Regions from separate parts of the Mus musculus genome. Here regions 1 and 3 are each linked to region 2. A link is a contact called in public HiChIP or PLAC-seq and promoter capture Hi-C data. All regions are on one chromosome and are shown on one strand. The core of a region is the stretch at or near the end of the contact, and the rest is flanking DNA. Distances in the headings are between cores, read along the strand shown. Region 1 has its middle 38 kb from the start of Dock11. Region 2 holds the start of Dock11 (dedicator of cytokinesis 11). Region 3 overlaps Dock11 (dedicator of cytokinesis 11).

The links. Promoter capture Hi-C pulls out the DNA fragments that hold promoters and counts their contacts. HiChIP or PLAC-seq counts read pairs in DNA pulled down with a chosen protein or histone mark.
Region 1: a promoter capture Hi-C map of 3T3-L1-derived adipocytes shows a contact between it and region 2, with 2.3 times the contacts expected there. The contact joins the enhancer-like site here to the promoter of Dock11 in region 2. A contact is called at or near these places in 5 of 39 promoter capture datasets (the 3T3-L1 cell line, 3T3-L1-derived adipocytes, embryonic stem cells and 2 more), 6 of 484 Hi-C or Micro-C datasets (the HL-1 cell line, cerebral cortex, embryonic fibroblasts and 3 more) and 1 of 9 other capture datasets (liver).
Region 3: an H3K27ac HiChIP or PLAC-seq map of embryonic fibroblasts shows a contact between it and region 2, with 13 read pairs. The contact joins the enhancer-like site here to the promoter of Dock11 in region 2. A contact is called at or near these places in 10 of 39 promoter capture datasets (the C10 cell line, the HPC-7 cell line, frontonasal cranial neural crest and 7 more), 42 of 484 Hi-C or Micro-C datasets (B cells, the C10 cell line, CD4 T cells and 30 more), 11 of 115 datasets of contacts at active chromatin or transcription factors (the 230-238 cell line, CD8 T cells, the HPC-7 cell line and 8 more) and 3 of 9 other capture datasets (adipose tissue, liver and pancreatic islet).

What each region holds. Positions count from the first base shown.
Region 1 is chrX:35,849,207-35,852,119 of GRCm38.p6, reverse strand. No RefSeq gene overlaps it. Among named protein-coding and RNA genes, the nearest start is that of Dock11, 38 kb to the left of the region's middle. Within about 2 kb of position 1,614, at least 3 of the 459 cell types and tissues checked have an H3K27ac peak or open chromatin away from gene starts, as enhancers often do. A contact at or near this core is called in 3T3-L1-derived adipocytes, where this site is marked.
Region 2 is chrX:35,887,408-35,890,107 of GRCm38.p6, reverse strand. It overlaps Dock11 (dedicator of cytokinesis 11), which reads right to left and starts at 1,276. Exons shown (of 53, transcript NM_001009947.3): 1 at 1,076-1,276. The coding sequence starts at 1,177.
Region 3 is chrX:35,929,880-35,932,689 of GRCm38.p6, reverse strand. All of the region lies in intron 1 of Dock11 (dedicator of cytokinesis 11), which reads right to left. Among named protein-coding and RNA genes, the nearest start is that of Dock11, 42 kb to the right of the region's middle. Within about 2 kb of position 1,434, at least 69 of the 459 cell types and tissues checked have an H3K27ac peak or open chromatin away from gene starts, as enhancers often do. A contact at or near this core is called in B cells, CD8 T cells, the HL-1 cell line and 14 more, where this site is marked.

The DNA of each region.
Region 1 (2,913 bases), core at 365-2,864, 38 kb after region 2:
AGCACAATAGCAAACCCTCTCTCCTTTCTGTGTCGTTCATAAACAAATGTCTTTGGCTTGTGATACAGCTCAGCAGTAAAGACACCTGTTGCCAAGCATGACAGCCCTAGTCCAATCCTCAGGACCCAGGTAGTGGAAGCAAAGTACTGACTTCTAAAAGTTCTCCCTCTGCCTTTTGCATGCATAGCAGAGCACGTGTGCCCCATATAAGACTGCTACATCCACTCCCTACAGATACTTAAAAGAACAGTCAAGTTACCTTCATATGCAAGAATTTACCAAGATCTAGGAAATAGGGGGGTTGTGGTATTGCATTATTCATCATAAGGTCTGCTAGAGCAGAACCCCTGGTGCTAGCTTTCACAAGGTTCAAAGGAGTAGCACAAATTGAGACTAGGGTGTGAAATCCTTACCTGTCATTAGCTGACCCTAAGCAGGGCTGTTCTATCTTTACTGTAAACATTACCTGGTTCCTGTAAGTCCTTTTGAAGTTATTCCTTTGTTTTGTGTCAGGTAACTTCAATGTGCTTTGCCTGCTGTGACATCCTACCCCTTTGTTTTCTGTATTATATAAGACTGGTGTTTGCTTTGTGAAATTACATTCAGATCCAACACACTCTCTCCTGTCTGTGTCTGTCTGTCAATTCTCACCGATTCTATGCCCATCTGTCCCAGACCTTGATTCCCATGGATTGAGGGGGACTGACTGAACTTGGTCCGTGGCATAAGACAAATGAATAAACATAGAAGGAAAAGACTTTTAGAAGGAGTACTCCAAGACTCTTATTGACTATGAGTGTTTGCTTTCCACTTGCTAAAGGGCCCTTCAATTCATTTGTGGTTTCTCTTTTGGGAATCCCTCTTAGATACGGTGTACCCATAAAATATAAATCCATTAATCTGGTTGATATCATGAACATGATTTTAAATAAAGCATGCTTTACCAATTAAAATAAATGACTCCAGCATAGGGCTGGACAGTATAGGAGGGAGAGACATCCTTCAGTACTGTTGGTTTTATTAGAGACAGCAATTAATTTTTTTTTGTCATTTTGGGTTTTTTGACAGCAATTAATTTTAAATAGTATTTTTATAATAAACTTGGAAGTTGGGGGGTGTAGCTCAATGATAGAATACGTGTCTATAATACAAGTCATGCTCTGGGTTTAATCTTCAGCATCACAAATACAAACCAACAAAATCCCACCAAAACCTGGTTATACTATGGAACAGAAAGCAAACATTGCATAGATTTTGTAAATAAAGCCTGAAACTCCAAATAAATAAATCAAACTGTGCTTGCAGCAGTACTTGTACATCTGTTTTGAGGATACTTCTGTGGGAATTCATAAGCAGCCATTCATTTTCTTCCAGGATCGGAACAATCAGCTTCTTCATTGTAACCCCTGTCCCTGAGAGGCTGGCTGAGAATGGGGGCCATTTTATTTATCAACCTAAGATTCATTCAGTGTAACCAAGGAAACGAGCAGCAATGCTTTCTTTTTCCCTGTCAAAACTTGTATAATGATTTTTCGCTTTTGCCTACTTGGTTGGTGTCCTGGGGTTTTTGTGAAATACTGGACAACATGTTTCTACTTGACTTAGTGATGGCAGAAGTTGAGTGTTGGCATCAAGCTCCTTTGCAGCGAGGCTCTCCAGATACAGTCTGTGATCACAGAGTTAGACCTAAACTCCGGCTTGTAGGTTCTCCTTTCAGAATCTCTCGAACAAGCTTTGGCCCTTTTGTAATATTTTTTCCTAACTTCCACATTGACCCCTGCTCTACAAAATTATTTCAGGGAATTCCTTATAGAACTGCAAAACACTGGACTTAAGGACAGAGGGGTGGAGGTAGCACTCTTAGAGAAACAAAACGAGAATCTAAGGGGTCAGAGCCAACCTGGGCTAACTTGTGAGACCTTGTCACTCACAAAGTCAAATGAACCCAGAAACTTCAAGAATATTACAGAATGCACCATACATCCTTTGACAAGACCCACATGTTGTTATCACAACTCATCCATCCCTGTGTGTTCTTTCTCAGCCTTTATAGATATCCATATTTTTCTGAACCACTTCATTTTCTATTATTTATGAGCCCTCAATGCCTTACTGAATATTTTTCAAGAAGGATGTTCTTATACAAAACCACAGTAACGATCAACTTCAACTAAACGTTGATATAATGATTTAATCCAATCGAATCTCCATATCCCAAATTGTCAAGTTGCTCAATCAGTGTCTTTAATATCATTCCCTAACTCATCCTTTACAGGATCCAGTCTAGGATGAGGGAGGCCTGTAATTGTTATGTTGCTTTAATCTTCTTTAATCTGCACTTATTTCTGCAGATTTTGTCTTTTATGACATTTACATTTTTGATTAATACACTTCCCACCCCCTCTTCTTTTCCAATAGAATGTTCTTTGCTTCAGATCTTTTTTTTTTTAACATCTCATGATAATTAGATTTAGGTGAGTTGACAGTATTCATGTGCTCTGCCATTGGCTACATTCCAGCATTTTATATTATGGGATTTCTTGAGACACAGACTCAAACTTGTGATCCTCCTGTCTCAACTTCTCAGGTGTTGGGATTACAGGCATGCACCATCATACGTGGCTACTTAATGTATTAAACAAATGATGTTAGGTCTGTCTCAGGTTTCCAAACTGAAAGACAAGTTGTCTGTTCCTTATTGGTGAGGTTATTTAAATTATTTGGTCAGATGACATTTGTGCTCATTCCTTACTGTCACTACTTACTGTTTACTATGTAATTAGAATAATAAATATTATTTCTTTTTTTCTTTTTCTTTTTCTCTCTCTCTTTTTTTTTGTTTTGTTTTGTTTTTGTTTTTTTCAAGACAGGGTTTCTCTGTATAGCCCTGGCTGTCCTGGAACTCACTTTGTA
Region 2 (2,700 bases), core at 27-2,526:
TGATTTAGTCCCACTGCTTATTTAAGGTTTGGTCCCTAGTCCAAAAAATTGGCAATGGGAGCCTTTAAAAGCAAAGGAGCAAGTGCCCCTTACCATCCAAGGCTTCCCTCCAGATTTAGACCATCTGAACAGGACTGATGAGGGTGCGCTGGCGTGCGGGGGAGGGGTGGTTCCCCGAGGGGGGTGTCAGAACACTCTCCAATCCCCATCCCCCAGCTCTACCCGCCGCCAAGACATCCCCAATAGTCTACGTAGGCGTCTGGTTCTAGGGTCTTCATCCTTACACAGCAACATCCAGTCCTTCCCACATCCTCTTGCCTCCAATCGCTCACAAGTCTTAAGAACCATCCTCTCCCAGAGGATACAGACTCAAAACCCACTCAGGCGCAGACCCACCCCCGTTGTTTCCAATCCTCTCCCTCTGTCTTAGTTGGCAGTACCCCTCAACACCCATCACCACCCTCCCTCTCCCCAGTAGCAGGAGGAAGTCGCTATGCTTCCTCTGTCCACATCGCCCGCCAGAGCTTGGGCGCCCTGGGCTTTTGGGTGGGGTTTTTTGTGTGTGTAAGTGAGTGTGTGTGTGTGCGCGCGTGTACCCGATGTGTATCCGCACTCAAGTATATCTGTGCTCATCGCATCCTTCCGCCTAGGCTGCCCCAGGTGCCCTCTTAAAGGGATCCGGATCTCCTCGTGCCCTAATCTCCAGCTCTTTGTGCGGGGGTCCGGGGGAGCGGGAGGTGCGATCTGAAGCTTTCAGCCGCCCCCGCTGGGGTGGAGACCCACTCTCCGGCCGCAGCTCTGTGAAACCCGCTGTGCCATTCAGCTTCCAGCCCAGCGCAAGCTGGTGGGGTAGCCAGAGCGCTGTCCCGTGGCGCCTGAGACTCCCACCCCCAGGCAGCCGGTTGCCAGAGCGAAAACTTAAGTAGAACAGAGGAAAAAGAGAGCTCCTAGCGCTCGACCGCAGCTGCGCCCATCCTGCCCGTGGTCTCCAGCGCGCGCGCGGGAAGCCACCGCGCTGCTCCCGGTGTGAGCGAACCCCCCCCCCCCCGGGACTCCCCGTCGCTCGACCACTCACCAGCACCACGGAGCCCCGCACGGCCTCCGACACGCTCTGGCGGAGCTCGGCTGCCGTGCCTGGCTTGCTCAGCCGCTTGGTGAATTTGCGCACTTCGGCCATGGCAGAGGTGGCGGGCAGGTCTCGGCGGGAGCGCTCAGTGCCCCGGGCCCGGGCGGCCGCTGCTGCTGCTGCTGCCTGTGTTTACACGCCGACGGGCCGGCCACATCTCAGCTCGCCGCCCCGCGCCCAGCTCCCGCGGCTCCTCCTCCCGCGCGCCGCTCCTCCCTCTTTCCCTCCTTTTTGCTCTAGCTTTTGCAGGCTCTGGGTCCTGCCGGGCGGCGGCGGCTGCTCCCTCTCACCAAGGGCCCCGACCTGAGTGGCCTAAGAAGGAGGGTGTGTCTCCTGGAGGGGGAGGGAGTGCTGGAGGTGGGGGCGAGGGTCACGCGGGAAGAGGGGGAAGTGGCAAGCACCCGGGCTCCGCCCGCAGCTGATGTTGCTGGTGCAGCCGCATCCGGGAGGCGAGATGAGGCTGCTTCTTTTTCCGAGTGTATGGCGCGGGAGGGGGTCAGAGGTGGGTGATGAAATGTCTCCAAGACTAGGGTGTGCTGGGGCCTCCAGAGACCTCTGCCTCCCTTAAGACTTCAGGAGCAGTGAGGCGGTGGGAAAAATCTCACTTGCCCCCAACCTGCAAGCCCCTGGGTCCCAGGCGGCTAGAGGCTGGGAAACAACATGGAAGCAGCATGCTCCTATTGTGTACTCAGCCTGGTTGGGTCTGCCCTATGTCAAAGGAAGGAAGAGCGGGTTTGCTGCAGGAAAGACTTGTCTGGGTCTGTACCCAACCCCCTTCATTTCCCCACCCAGGCATCCACTTCATAGGGCAACCAGGGGACAGGCTTCTAGAAGTGAGTCTTACCCAGGCAGGGATAGCTGGGTGGTGAGAGACCCCAGAGCCTTTGATGAATTGTGTGGTTCTGCAGTGATTCCAGAAGGAGTGGCCCTAGTGCTCACTGGGAAGGCTTTTGGAGGACCTATCAATCCTCTAGCTTTTACCTGTGCTCTGCAACCATCTCACCCTTTCCTTAATTTCCCCAGAACATCTGACTAGGTGTAAAGCATGCATGCTTAGACACAAACAAGGCCTTAATTCTGAAATGAAAGGCCCCACTTCATTTTTTTTTGTTTTGTTTTAAGTTTGAAATGGCCCATCACCAGGGGTCTAATCCTTTTTGAGGATTTCTACCGGTGCCCAAATGGCACTTTCCACACTTCTCAGGCCTTCAAAGAGCACACAGTCACACACCTACACAAGGACTTTGTTATGGAAACAAGAGCATGGGAATGGACTCCAGGAACCCAGAAAAGACCAAGTCTCCTAGCAGCAAGCCCATTTGGCCACCTTCTCATTGATCCTGATAAGGCACAGATGGAGGGTTCCTCCAGGACCTGGGACATGGAAGGGCTCTAAGGGACAGGCATTATCCTGCATGTTGACCTCACTCTGTGTGTGTGTGTGTGTGTGTGTGTGTGTGTGTGTGTGTGTGTTGGGGGTCGGGGTGGAAACTGTTACCTGCAGGTGGATCAGCACAAATTCATGCTATGTGTTCAATGAATGGTGAATATTTGTGTGTCTGGCTCCTAGTTGT
Region 3 (2,810 bases), core at 185-2,684, 42 kb before region 2:
CCAATGAACTCTCTACCCCAAAACTTCACTGTAGCCAGTAATTATACCTTAACTCAACCCACTGGCTCTCAGGCAAGAACTGATTTGGATTCAATTCTTCCTGACTTGGTATTCACTTTGTGCTAATAACTTTTAAATGACTCAAAAGCAAGACAGGAACACGGGGAAATGAACAGAAGGGTCTGAGGGAACGGAGAGGATGTCAATATGAATAATACTATTTTGATTTAACACCATTGTTGATAGGAGAAAAATGCACCTTGGCAAGACATAACAACTTTCCGGAAAAATCAAAATACAAGCTCTCAAGGCATACCCAACTGTGACAAACAACCTATTCAGTGCTTATCAACTAATTTTAACCTGCCTGGATGTCTGTGATCACCACGGAGTTACTAGGAGCAGGGAGCCATCTCTAACAGTCCTGACTAGTTGGGAAACTGAGACAGAACTATGTAAGCCCTGGAGTTCAAGGATAGTTTTGACCTTAAAAAAATGTTCTCACTAGCCATGTGCTGGTGGTACACACCCTTGATCCTAGCACTTGGGAGACAGAGACAGGTGGACCTCTGTGATTTGGAGTCCAGTGTGGCATACAGAGTTCCAGAACAGCTGGGGCTACACAGAGAAACCCTGTCTGAAAAAACAAAGCAAACCCCAAAACAATAAAATAGAATTCCCCCTGACCTTCCCCTTACTTTTAAAGAGAGTCATGGCATACATTGCATTCTTCAGTAGAAAAAAAAAATCCAAATGTACAAATGTTCCATAGATTTACTGTCAGTGAAATAGTGAACACCTGAACATCATCTGAACCCTTTAGAGCATGCAGCCACATGTCATTTCCTACATGAGATTGCACCAGAGATCTGTCCACTTCATTAATTTGGCCCTGACAACGAGTAAAGAAAGCTGAAAGGTCCCAGTTTGAAAATGAATCTTGAAAAGGAGAAAACGGCATCTTGTAGCAAATCTTTTAGTCTTTCCCATAATTGGTCATCTTGGATCTTATTTTCCTCCTTCTTCCTTTTTGTGAACCCCTCCCACTACTAGAAGTCTGTACCACTAGATGGGATAGTACACAGTAAAAGCTTCTTAGAGAAATAAAGGCAAAGTTTACATCTGTAAAAATTTGGGAACTTCTCTATTTCTTACTATTACAGGACACAGTGACCCAGTCGATGTTAATCCTATCTCTCCTACTATAACTCAAAATGCACACCTGCCTCCGTTTGGCCCTGCATTTCGATAACTTATTGACCTGTACACACCCTGGGCAGATTTATTATCATACCCACACTGTTTTAGCCTAAATTAAGTACTTCCCTACTAATATGTTTGGTTTGATTCATCTTACAGCTTATAGCCCATCATGGAGAAGTCAAGACAGAAACTGAAGCAGGACCATGGAGGAACGCTGCTTAGTGACTTGCTTCCCACATGGCCCATTCAGCTTGCTTTCTCATACACCCCAAGGCCACTTCCCCTGGGGTGGCCCCACCCACAATGGGCCAAGCCCTTCTAGATCAATTATTAATCAAGAAAATGCTCCACAGGCTTTCTTACAAGCCATCTTGATAGGAACAGTTCTCAACTGAGGGCCCCTCTTCTCGGATGACTCTTGCTTGTGTCGAGATAGCAAAGCTAAACCAACACACAGAGAAAGGAGACTTGGAATATTATGAGTCAGGACCTATGAATCATTTTTTAAATACCTAAAGTATACTGTGGGGTGATGAAGCCCAATTACTATGTATGCCAAGATTAACAAAACTTAAAAAAGAAAAGTAAAAAAAAAAAAAAAAAAATCACGTACCCAGTTTCACTTCCTTGTACATACAGAAAGGGAAAAACCCAGGGTCTCCTAAGAGATAGGTTCCCTGTACAGAAACCCAGTTGCTCATTAGCACAGTTAGATTTTAATGTCTGAGGAGATCCTACACCTCATTTAAAATTTTGTTGACCAACCTGTTACAAAAGTGAGGCTCCCTGGTCAGTCATCCCCTGAGAATTCTTCTAGGGCACTGATAAAACAAAACGGTCACATGTACTAACCGAGCATCAGCCATGGGCCAGGCAGTGAGCTACAAAGTGCTGAAAGATGGACAAGACGCAGATCCGGGGCTCTTAGTGACCTCATGAACTAGAGGGGCAGACAGCCATGCTTTCACACAGAGAGCATGGCAAGGGCTGTGATGGTAGCATGTTAACGTTTCCTGGGTGGAGATAAATATGTATTTATTTCAAGTAGGACACCAATAACAGAACAGAAAACGGATACCACTAAATTCAAGCTTGGTGAATCAAATGAAATCAGTTTGAGTTACCTACAGGAAGGTGGGTGAAAAAGCCCAGTTCCTGGCAATGTTTAACTAGTTATATATACCCTGGAGACAGAAAGCAGGGCCTTGGGAGCCTCTCCTGTACAGCCACAGGAGCCCTCCTTCCGCTCAGCAAGGGAACATTAGCTCCTGACAGTGTCATGGCAGTAATCCCAGCTGTTCAGATTTTAATACAGCAAGGGCCATGTTATGATTGGAAGGTAGGGCTCCTCAACAGATCGAGATATACAGAGAGTAGTAAGGGAGAGATTCATTCTGCTGGTGAGGGAGAAAAGAAGCAGTTGAGCTGATCCCTGGATGATGGGAGATCATCATCCCAGAGCAGGCAAGGTGAATACAGGTAGCATGGGGAAAGCAGTAAACAGAATGACATTGAGTACAGAGAGCTTAGAGTGCTGTGTTTGTGAGTCTGCTAATGTTCGGCAAAGGGGAAGATGGATGAGATGAGCTAGAGAGGTCTGCTTATGG